Linked DNA regions of Hordeum vulgare: region 2 is linked to region 1. A link is a contact called in public Hi-C data. All regions are on one chromosome and are shown on one strand. Each heading gives the region's core, a stretch centred on a gene start, on an enhancer-like site or on the middle of the called end of the contact. The rest is flanking DNA. Distances are from core to core; before and after follow the strand shown. Region 1 holds the start of LOC123413881 (prophage side tail fiber protein homolog StfR-like). Region 2 holds the start of LOC123413897 (UDP-glycosyltransferase CGT-like).

What was found. Hi-C and Micro-C count contacts between places; a contact is called where the count stands out from the background.
Region 2: a contact with region 1 is called in a Hi-C map of leaf, with 4 times the contacts expected there. The contact joins the promoter of LOC123413897 here to the promoter of LOC123413881 in region 1. A contact is called at or near these places in 3 of 6 Hi-C or Micro-C datasets (leaf, seedling and an unstated tissue).

Annotation. Positions count from the first base shown.
Region 1 is chr1H:452,401,977-452,408,043 of MorexV3_pseudomolecules_assembly, forward strand. It overlaps LOC123413881 (prophage side tail fiber protein homolog StfR-like), which reads left to right and starts at 2,616. Exons shown (of 1, transcript XM_045106623.1): 1 at 2,616-4,199. The coding sequence starts at 2,749. The coding sequence ends at 4,086.
Region 2 is chr1H:452,590,048-452,596,114 of MorexV3_pseudomolecules_assembly, forward strand. LOC123413897 (UDP-glycosyltransferase CGT-like) reads left to right here and starts at 2,377. Exons shown (of 1, transcript XM_045106624.1): 1 at 2,377-4,166. The coding sequence starts at 2,459. The coding sequence ends at 3,922. It overlaps LOC123413913 (V-type proton ATPase subunit E), which reads right to left and starts at 6,060. Exons shown (of 6, transcript XM_045106626.1): 1 at 5,747-6,060; 2 at 5,517-5,617; 3 at 5,251-5,407; 4 at 4,984-5,180; 5 at 4,773-4,872; 6 at 4,589-4,679. The coding sequence starts at 5,848. The coding sequence ends at 4,638.

The DNA of each region.
Region 1 (6,067 bases), core at 1,366-3,865:
AACAACGCCCGACCGCCCACTACCGCTCGGCGTCCACAAGGTGTTCGACAAAATGCTTGCAAGGTATGTATTGCTTCAACTTCACCTTCTTTACATGAATTTGGTGCATGTTTTTTATAGTTTTTTACACTAGTTTAAATTCAGTATTGTAGATGAGTTCGTCATGTAATTCTTCCGAAGAAGAATTTGAAATTGAAGAGCAGGAGGACCTTGCAATGATCCTAGCTATGTACATCAGTAAAAAGCCGAAGCACGGTGGTTCGGTTATGGGTCGGTAGAAAATTTGGAGGGATAAAATTGATGCCCACAACAGATTGATGAGTCACTATTTTGTGGAGAATCCCACATACCCCGAGACGTACTTCAAGTGTCGTTTTAGGATGAGCATTGAGTTGTTCAGGTGCATTGCAGAGAAACTAGCGAGTCATGACCAGTTTTTTCAGCAAAGGAGGAATGCCGCCGGAGAACTCGGGCATAACACCTTTCAAAAGGTGACAACCGCTTTGCGTATGTTGGCATACAGTATTCCGGGTGATCTAGTTGATGACCATTTGACTATGGATGAGAGTCAGACCATCATGTGTGTCAAGCGCTTCGCAAATCGAAATTGTACAAATGTTTGGCCTAGAGTATTTGAGATCTCCCAATGTTGAAGACGTCGCAAGGCTATTGAAGATGAACAAAGCTTGCGGGTTCCCAGGTATGCTTGGCTTAATAGATTGCATGCATTGAAGTTGGAAGAACTATCCTAAGCCATGTTATGGGCAATTCCACGGCGAGAAAAAGGGTTCCACTATAATCCTTGAAGCGGTGGCCGATCAAGAGACTTGGATTTAGCATGCTTTTTTTATATGTCTAGATCTTTGAATGACATCAACGTTGTTAATCGATCATCATTCATAAATAAGATTACAAATGATGAACTGCCATCGATAGAGTTTGTAGCGAATGGCCATGCATACAACTATGGCTAATATCTTGCGGATGTCATCTACCCAAAGTGGCAAGCATTTGTGAAGCCGTTGAATAAATTGAAAGGTAAGAAAAATCTAGATTTTCACAATGCTCAACGACGGCTCTGAAAAATGTGGAGAGAGATTTTGGGATTTTGCAAGCTCAATTTGCTATTGTGAGAGGACCGGCTAGATTTTGATATCAAAAGATCCTTTGATACATCATGCACGCTTGTGTGATCATGCATAACATGATCATCGAGAATGATCGTGGCTGAAATTTAGGCTACTCTCAGTATGAGCTCTTGGGACATCCCGTGCGAGTGCGTCGCAGTGCTACGAAGGTGGCCCGATCTGTTGCTTTTTATCATGTCATTCGACGTCCCCAAACGCATAATAATCTTCAGAAGGATCTAATCTAGGAGTGGTGAACATGAAATGACGAGAAAATGAATGATGATTTGTATGTTTGATATTGTAGTGTGGAACTATTATTTTATGTGTTTGATTTTTTTGGTTTTATTTGGAGTGTCATATGTTGTTTGTGTTGGGCATGCTGGAACGGCTCGCGCGTGCAATTTTTTACGACGGTCGCTGGAGCCAGCGCTCACCGGCGCGTTAAAAATCGTTATTTCGAAGCTTCAAAATGTTTTTAGCTCGCACCGGTTACGCGACTGTTGAAGACGCTGTTAGAGCTGGTTTGGTGTAGCCCGATAGAGATGCCCTTTAGAGCATCTCCAACAGTCGCGTTAAAAAAAATAATCCTTTTCACTCGCGCTACCGCTCCGGCTGCGCAAAGTGGAGGCGTAAAAATCGCGCGCGCGACATAACCAGTTCAACGCGCGGGCGAAAACGCCATTACACGTCGTTTATTTGCTGCGCCTGCTCCCTCGCGTTGCACACTCGAGCACCCGCTCGCAACTCCACCTACCCCATCCAGCCGCGGTGCCGCCGACGCTTGCGCCACCCCATTTCTTCCGGCGACTATTCTGGCGCTTTCCCGGCCTATCCCCCGCGCCGCCGCCGCTTCCTCCGTCTCTCTCTAGTCACCGCCGCTCGGCCGCCCACTGTCGCTCTCCGTTCAAAGTGGCAAACATTTGTGAAGCCGTTGAAAAAACAGGAAGGTAAAAAAAATCTTGATTTCCACAATGCTCAGGAGGCGGCTAGAAAAGATGTGGAGAGAGCTTTTAGGATTTTGGAAGCCCAATTTGCTATTGTGAGAGGACCGGCTAGATTTTGGGATCAAAAGATACGTTGGTACATCTTACACGCTTGTGTGATCATGCACAACATGATCATCGAGAATAAGCGCGGCCAAGATTTAGACTACTCTCACTATGAGCTCTTGTGACATCCCGTGCGAGTGCGATGGAGGACTGAAAGGGTGGCCCGTTTTGTTGCCTCTTATCATGCCATTCGGCGTCCCGAAACGCATAATGATCTTCACAAGGATTTCATCAAGGAGTGGTGGACATGGAATGACCGACAAAGAGCATCACGATTTGTGCGTTTGATGTTGTATTGTTAAACTATTTGTTGTATTGAAAGATAAACTATTTGTTTGAGTTGTAATAATGAAATTAAACTATTTTTATTAGATTATTTTATTCGTGTTTGATTTTTTTTCTTGTGTTTTAAACGCATATGTTATTTGATCGATAGTGACCTTGCATTTTAACGCGGAAGCTACATACGCGCTCTACATTTTAGAGCGACCGTTGAAGCCAGTTTTAACCGTCACGTCAAAACGGACGAGCGCCGCAAACTGATTTTTAGTGGGTCGGGCGTTGCGCGAATGTTGGAGATGCGCGCACATCCTATGTCTCCGTGGTTAAGCTCGCTCCACTCACCAGTCACCACACACACACTTGTGACAGGAAAATTTCCGCGCGTCAGAAGCTGCGCCGAGCAGAACATGGACGGGCGCGGAGCAGCACCGCCGCCGGCGTCGCGGATTTGTAGCTGGCACGTCGACGATGAATCCGAGCTAGGCGAGGAGGAGCTCGGTGTCTTCACCGCCGAGCGCTACTTCAACGGCGCCCTCGCCGCCGAGGAGGCTTTGTGGTGCGACCGCTCGTCGTCGTCGTTCTCGTCCGTGTTCAAGACATGGCAGCACGACGGATCTGCCCCGACGCCGACGGCTGCCACCAGCTCGTCGGAGGCCAGCTGGAACAGCCGCTGTGCGCTTCTGCCTAACCGTCCGGCGGTCGCAGCCCCCTCGCCGGTTGAGAGCAAGCCGGAAGCCAGGACAGAGAGTGATCAGACCGGAAGAAAGGCACGCCCGTCGTCGTCTCACCTGCGGCGTTGGCTTCTCGGCATGGCAGGGCGTGCCTGCGCCTGGGGCGACGGCGAGGAGTCGGTGAGCACCGACGACCTGAGTCGCCATGAACTGGAGGCCGGCACCGGCTCCGCTCATGGTGTCCAGAAACGCAGCACCGAAGCGGATGCGGCGCTGCCAAGAATGACGAGCAAGCAGACCGCCCTGGAGGGCGTCACCGCGACGAGGGTGATGTCTGGCAAGTGGGTCGACGACGGCGACGAACCACTTACCGTGCCGGTCGCGGAAGCTACGCACAGTCGAGCTGCGAACTCCATGACTGGCTACGGCGGGAATCCCGCAGCCAACGCGTCGTACAACGACCGGCTCCGGCGGGAATCTTTGGACATGTTTCAGTTTCACCAGGCAGGCCAAGGCTCTGCCATTACAATCGTGGCGGGAAGCACGGCGCAGGGTGGTGCTGCAAGTGCAGGCGGCGGTGCTAGAGGAAGCCCGGATTCACCAAACAGGAGGCGCGACTCTGGCGATCTCGAGAGCATGTGCCCGCCAAGCGAGGCGAGCGTGGTGTGGAGCGTGGTCACCGCGGAAGGCGCCGCGTCCGGTAACTTCTCCAGCGCGGCCTCGGGATGCTACTACTACTTCGACGACGGCGACGGAGAGACGGCGCGGCAAATGGCGGCAGGAGGAAAGATCAACCGGAGGAGGCGAAGCAACGGCAGCCGCTTGCTGATGGGCTGTATGTCCAAGAGGGCAGCCGACGCTGTCGGCCCCGGCTCGGACGCGCGTCTACCGGCCGGAGGTAGAGCCGGCGCCGATGGCGAGGTGAGCGGCCCAGACATGACGCGCCGCCGGTAGGTGTGCTCGGTTTTGGTGTATGCGACGATTGAGATGTGTGGATTTTTGGATGCATGCATGCATGGACCGGTGGATGTGTATTTTTCTGGAGAAGTAATTGATCATTTCTAGTATTATTAGCCTAACGTAGGAGTAATTGCGATAGGGATGCGGTGTGGACGATGCTCTTCAAAGCTGTCATTATCTGTGTACAGTCGTGTAGTCCTCAACCTGTCAACCATACATGCGAGATGTTACGTCCACAATAATCGTTGAACAGTTTTCAGAACGGTACGTTGAACGTGGTCTATATGCTGTGTATGACGTTGGTTTCTTCCCGGTCAAACTGGTCTTCCACAGAGATAGCCACCTACCGTGGATGAGACGGAGTTTTTCCTCTGAACCCTAAAACCTCTCCGGCGATTGGTTAGGTGGACCTGACGACGGCCGTCGATCTCATCGACGGGGCGCTTGGCTGAGGAAGTGACCGGGGGTGGCTTCTGCGTCCACAGGTAGGGAACAACAACGGAGTGGTGCCCTCTCCCCGTGCTAGGCTCGAGCGCAGATGCAGGAGGCACTAGGAAAACTTGTCATCTCGGAGGAGGAGGCGACACCTTTATGTTGAAAATATGCCCTAGAGGCAATAATAAGATGGTTATTATCATATTTCCTTGTTCATGATAATCGTCTATTGTTCATGCTATAATTGTATTAACAGAAAACAGTAATACATGTGTGAATAAATAGATCACAATGTGTCCCTAGCAAGCCTCTAGTTGGCTAGCTCGTTAGTCAATAGATGATCATGGTTTTTTGATCATGGGCATTGGATGTCATTGATAACGAGATCACATCATTGAGATAATGATGTGATGGACAAGACCCAATCCTAAGCATAGCACTAGATCGTATTGTTCGTATGCTAAAGCTTTTCTAATGTCAAGTGTCTTTTCCTTCCACCGTAAAATTGTGCAACTCCCGGATACCGTAAGAGTGCTTTGGGTGTATCAAACGTCACAACGTAACTGGGTGACTATAAAGGTGCACTACGGGTATCTCTGAAAGTGTCTGTTGGGTTGGTACGAATCAAGATCAGGATTTGTCACTCCGTGTGACGGTGAGGTATCTCTGGGCCCACTCGGTAGAACATCATCATGAGCTCAATGTGACTAAGGAGTTAGTCACACGATGACGTGCTACGGAACGAGTAAAGAGACTTACCGGTAACGAGATTGAACAAGGTATTGGTATATCGACGATCGAATCTCGGGCAAGTTCTATACCGACAGACAAAGGGAATCGTATACGGGATTGATTGAATCCTTGACATCGTGGTTCATCCGATGAGACCATCGTGGAGCGAGTGGGAGCCACCATGGGTATCCAGACCCCGCTGATGGTTATTGGCCAGAGAGGTGTCTCGGTCATGTCTGTCTGTCTCCCGAACCCGTAGGGTCTACACACTTAAAGTTCGATGACGCTAGGGTTATAGGGAATTGTTATACGAGGTTACCGAAAGTTGTTCGGAGTCCCGTATGAGATCCCAGACATCACGAGGAGCTCCGGAATGGTCCGGAGGTAAAGATTGATATATAAGATGGATGGGTTTGGATGTCGGAAGTGTTTCGGGCGTCACCGGTAACGTACCGGGACCACCGGAGGTGGCCCCGGGGGTCCACCGAAGGGGGGCAACAACCCCAAGAGGCTAGATGGGCCAAGTGCGGGAGGGAACAAGGCCCCTAGGTGGGCTAGTGCGCCTCCCACACCCAGCCCAATGCGCAAGTGGTGGGGAGAGGGGGCAACCCTAGGCGCAGGTGGGCCTTAGGCCCACCAGGTGGTGCGCCACCCCCTCCCACCCTAGCCGCCGGCCCCTAGGGAGGGAACCCTAGGGGTGGCGCAACCCCTCCCCCTCCTCCTATAAATAGAGAGGGGTTTTGGCCCTTGGGAGATAGACTTCTCCCTCTCCCTCGACGCAGCCCTGCCCTTCTTCCTCCTTCTCTCT
Region 2 (6,067 bases), core at 1,127-3,626, 190 kb after region 1:
TATAGGTATCTCTGTGGGTGTTTATTGAGCTGGCATGGATCAAGACTCGGATTTGTCACTCTGTATGACGGAGAGGTATCTCGGGGACCACACGGTAATACAACATCACAAGAAGCTTGCAAGCAATGTGACTAAGGAGTTAGTCACGGGATCTAGTGGACGAGTAAAGAGACTTGCCGGTAATGAGATTGAACTAGGTATGTAAATACCAATGATCGAATATCGGGCAAGTAACATACCGATGGACAAAGGGAACTCCATACGGGATTGATTGAATCCTTGACATCGTGGTTCGACCAATAAAGATCTTCGTAGAATATGTAGGAACCAATATGGACATCCAAGTCCCACTATTGGTTATTAACCATAGAGGTGTCTCGGTCATGTGTGCATAGTTCTCGAACCCGCAGGGTCTTCACACTTAACGTTCGGTGACGCTAGAGTAGTATTGAGATATGTACGTTGGTGACCGAATGTTGTTCGGATTCTCGAATGAGATCCAAGACATCACGAGGAGCTTCGGAATGGTCAGGTCGTAAAGATTTATATATGAGAAGTCATATTTTGGCTACTGGAAAAGTTTTGGGTTTTATCGATATTGTACCGGGAAGCTTCTGGAAGGTTCCAGAGGGTTCCGGAAGGATCCCTCCAGTACCTAGGACGTGCATGGGATGTAAGGGGCGTCCAAGCTTTGTTGGGCCAGCCCCCAAGGGCCCATGCAGTTGGGAGGGAAGAGTCCCTAAAGGGGAAGGCACCTCCTAGGTGCCTTGGGGAGGGAGGAAACCTCCATAGGCCCATGCCCTGTCCTTGGAGGAGCGGCTAGGACCACGACCCAACCCTCCCCCTTGCCTCCTATATATAGTGGGGGATAGGGAGGGGCTGAACACACCAATTCCCACGCCCTGGTGGCAGCCCTACCTCTCCCATAACTTCTTTTTCTTCTCAGATCGGTTCCGGCAGCGCTTGGCGAAGCCCTGCTGGCACTGCTCCACCATCATCTCCAACATGTTTGTTAGAGCATATTTCTCCGTATGTGGTTTTGGTAATTTATGACAATCCCTATGGACTAATGGTTGCCTTAAGTTATATTTGTAGGTTTTGTCCATAGGCATTTCTTGAAGTCCATGTGTTGGTTTCAAGGAGTTCATATGATGACCAAGGTGGCATTCAAGGTTTTATCCAAAGATTGGTCATAAAGACACAAGGTTGATCAAGACTAAGACAAAGAGTAAATCAAGTTGATCAACACACAAAGCGTACAAGGTGTACCGAGAGGGGTCAAGTGATCCCATGGTATGGTAATTATTGTTCATTACGCTTCTGTGTACTAACCCATGGTCTTCGTCAGAGTTCTATGTGGGGTTAGGTGTGTTTCCATGGGCTTGCGTCAAGAGGAAGATCTCATACAACCCATGAAGGATGACGTCAAGTGGTGATCGTCATCAAGATTGCGGTGTGCAAGTTCAAGTGGAGCATCACGAAGATATCGTGCTTGAAGCTTACCGTCCATTTGGTGGCAATGGACTTGTGAAGATGTGCTGAAGAGTGGCTCACTCATAGTGAGTATGGGGACATAATTAACTAGTCTTCATCAAGCCAATGCAATCAAGAAAGGTGGTCCATCTTGTGGAAGTCAAGATCGTCATCATCTAGCTCAAGTGGACTATGTGCAAGATATAGGTTTGCCCTTGATAGGTTTTACTATTTTAGGATAGTTTGCAGTACTGTCAAGGGGGGCTCTCAAGTGAGTAGCTTGATCGTATCGTTCGTTGAGAGCTCAAACCATTTGCATCCTTGCATCATATTTCTTGGTTCTTGTTTGGTGTTTCTCTTTGTAAGTTGTAGAGCTTATGGTCATCTTCATGACAAGCTCAAGTTCATCGAAAACGGAGCTCATGTGTATCTTTTATGATGTTTTCGATGGTGTAGTTTTCTCCGGTTCTTCATTCATAAAGGTTTCACATCTCTATATCATTGACATTTTCATAAATGCATTTTCTTAAGATTTCCATAACGTAGTACATATAGATTTTCATAAAAATCAAACATTTGTAACTTTGATCAAGTTGAGGTGCTCTTCTAGGTGGAGTGATGCATATCACAAAGGTTGCTTTCGCCGCTCAGGTTCGAGCCTCCTCATTCTCCTATAAGAATAAGACAGGGGGCTTCTTTCCCTCTGCTCTCATTCTTAAAAAAAAAAAACTTTGATCGAATTTGTGAAGAAAATCATATAGATCTAATACCAAATGCATACTGGTAGATACATCACCAGACATACGTTCATGTTGTATGACCAGTTCATCACTGTGCCATCAGCTTTCTTCGGAAGAACCAAACGGTGGGTACCAATTAATAACATTCCAACAAACGTAGTACTATAGGACAGAGGCTTGCTCCAGAGACTCCACAAGGACACGCAGCGGAGCTACCTTGCATCCGCCAATGATTACCTTGGCCGATGCAGCACCAGACACTCGCCAGCTCTCTCGCACTCCTCACAAACCAAGCTAACTCGTCAATGGCTCCCGTGGCGAAGCAGGGCGGAGGCGCACCGCACCTCGTCTTCATCCCGAGCGCCGGCATGGGCCACCTGCTCCCCTTCTCCCGCTTCATCGGCGCCCTCGCCAGCGAGGGCGTCTTCGACATCTCCGTCGTCACCGCCCTCCCGACGGTCTCGGAGGCCGAGGCCGAGCAGTTGGCCGCCCTCTTCGCCTCCTTCCCCGCCATCCGGCGCATCGACTTCAACCTCCTGCCGCTCGACGACGCCACCCTTGCCGGCACGGATCCCTTCCTCCTGCGATGGGAGTCCCTGCGCCGCTCCGCTCATCTCCTCGGGCCGCTCATCGCCGGCGCCACGCCACGCGCGTCGGCCATCGTCACCGACGTCACTCTCGCTTCCCAGGTCATCCCCATAGCCAAGGACGAGCTGCAGCTCCCGTGCCACATCCTCTTCATCTCCTGCGCGACCATGCTGTCATTCCTCGCCTACTTCCCCACCTACCTCGACGAAACCAACACAGACCACCTCGCTGGTGACGTCCACGTCCCAGCCATTGGACACATCCCGGTGAATTACCCCCCGCAGGTGCTGCGCAACCCCGACAGCCTCTTCACCAAGCAGTTCATCACCAACGGCCGCGAGATCACCGAGGCGGACGGCATTCTCGTCAACACGTTCCACGCCTTGGAGCCAGAGGCACTCACCGCCCTGCGTGACGGCAAGGTCGTCCCCGGATTCCCTCCGGTGTTCGCAGTCGGCCCGCTCAAGTCGACGACCACAGGTAAGGAGGAGGCGGCCTCTGCACCTATTGCCTGGCTCGGAGAGCAGCCGGCGCGGTCGGTGGTGTACGTGGCCTTCGGCAACCGCAACGCGGCGGCGCTGGACCAGATCCGCGAGATCAGCGCCGGGCTGGAGGCGAGCGGCTGCCGGTTCCTGTGGGTGGTGAAGACGACGGTGGTGGACCGCGATGACACCGCGGAGCTGAACGACGTGCTAGGCGACGGGTTCCTGGCGCGTGTGCATGGGCGCGGCCTGGTGACCAAGGAGTGGGTGGACCAGGAGGCGGTCCTGAAGCACCCGGCCGTGGGTCTGTACCTGAGCCACTGCGGGTGGAACTCGGTGACGGAGTCGGCCGCGTACGGCGTGCCGATGCTGGCATGGCCGACGCTGGGCGACCAGCGCCTGATCTCCACGGTGATAAGGAGCGGCGGCTTCGGTCTGTGGGTGGAGCACTGGAGCTGGGACGGCGGGGAGGACTCGCTGGTCCGCGGCGCGGAGATAGCGGAGAAGGTGAAGGAGGTGATGGGCGACGAGGCGATCTCGGCGAAGGCCAAGGAAATCAGCCAGGCGGCGGCCAAGGCCGTCGCCGAAGGCGGGTCCAGCTACCGCAGCATGCAGGAGTTCCTTGCCACGCTCAGCTGACTGCTCTCTGTTACCGAGAGCCGTTAATGAACCTCATGTTATGTACTTACTACTTACTACGTGGTGTTGCTCTTTGTGTCGTCGTTTTTCGACCTACTGAATCGGTCACTATGCATGCTGCTATAATCGTGGATCAATCAAGAATAAAAAGGAGGTTGCTAAATCTCCTTCGACTGAAGTCTTAATCAATGTTGTATTCGTGAGATCCTATGTGAAAATATATTCGTGTACATTTTTTGCTTTATTTTTTCTTTCTTCTATTTTATATGTTGTCTCACTTAACTTAGACTTGATTAAGTCTAAGATCTAGTCATTCCCATAAAAAAAGAGAACCAGGAAAACAAACATGAGTGACATGCATTTTCTGTCTCTCATTTTTTTGGCTGGATGAACGAAAGCATTGCATGTCTGATCTTTGCTGGTGAGCCGTCAATTTATTACTAGTACTACGTAGTACTACTACACTACAATAGATGACACAGACAGATGCATATATATGTCTGGCGGGGGCACGACAGTGTAGTTGATTAACTCGCGACCCTCAGCCGGCCGGCCCGCCCGCCGGTGATATACTGGTTACAAATGCAACGTTATTTCGTTGCAGGTAGGTATTGTTGGCGATGAGCCGATGCTAGATAGAGGAACTTTCAAGTACAACAAAACACATCACGAACTGGTTCTCATCTTATTCAAAGAAAACAAACATTAAAGGAACTTATGGCGACACTTGCTGATCACCATAGAGCTTCTTCCTGATCTGCAACACAAGATAAATTGAAGAGAAACATTTCAGCTGCTACATGCACATGCGTAAATGGAAGAAGAAAATAGATATAGGGTGCGTACTGACCTCAGGAAGCTTTTGCCTGAAGCAAACATCCACCCTAGTGTCCAGCGTGTTGTCGCAGACGATCTTGCCGTCCTGCGACGCCAGCACCACGCCTCCAGAGCTATACCCAAACTCAACAATCAGATGAAGGCTCAACCGCAGTTGATCGACATTTTAGTGTCAATGGAGGAATCCATATATGCAGCTATATATCGGGCGCATGCGGGTGTACCAGGCGGGTCCGTGGGCGGTGTCGTTGATCCTCTGCGGCGGGAGGTGGACCTTGCCGTCGATGATGATCTTGGGGAGGTTCACCTTGAGCTTCTCGGCGTACTCCTTCTTGGCCGCCTCCAGCACCGGCTCCACGTGGACGCGGTCCGCCTCCCTGCACCGCAGCACCACCGACGACTCCCGCAGCCGGAGCAGGCTCTGCTCCGCCCATCCCTTCATCGGTCATCCTGAAGCAACTGCGATATGCGATACTAGTTAACTAACTGACCTGCACGATGAGGCTCTTGAGGATCTTCCTGTAGACGTTGGTGTCCTTGGTGACGCGGAGCAGCGCCTTGCACGCGTTCTCCTTCATCTCGCCCACGATGTCGTCCTGCGCCTGCAGCACCTTGATGCGCGCCGCGTTCAGCTCCATCGAGTAGTCGCTGCATGCATGCATCATGCTAGTCAGGCCAGGCCAGCCGGCGCAGCTAGCTTCATGAGAGAAGGAGACGAGAACGAGATGGGCATCATGCATGCATGTCGACGACTCACATCTTCCTGCGGATGTCCACCTGCTTCTGCTTCCGCTCGTACTCCTGCTTGATCTTCCTCTTCTCCGACTCCACCAGCTGCAGCTTCTCTATGTTGAAATCCTGCAGCCAGCCAGCCAGCCAGGGATCAGACAGATTGTAATTTCCGTCTCGACGTTTCCGAGCCGAAGAAATGATTGCTGAGGATGAAATCGATCGACACGGCGACGGTGATGTGTAGATAGATACTACCTCCTCCGCGGCGACGGAGATCTCGCTGGCTTTCTCCTGGGCCTCCTGCTGGATGAACCGGACCATCTGCTGGATCTGCTTCCCGACGTCGGCATCGTTCATCTTGGATCGATGATCACTTGGGGTGGATCGATCGATCGATGACGTGCCTACTTCCTTTGGGGATCTCTGTCTGATCTACGTACCTCGCAAAACGGATCAAACGAGCTCGTCTGTCACCGAGGGTTGGGTCTCAAGTGGATTTCGGTGCTCGATCTTCGCTTTTCCTTGGATTGGGTGGACGAGACACCAAGGCAGAGTCGGGGAGCGGAAGATGACCGG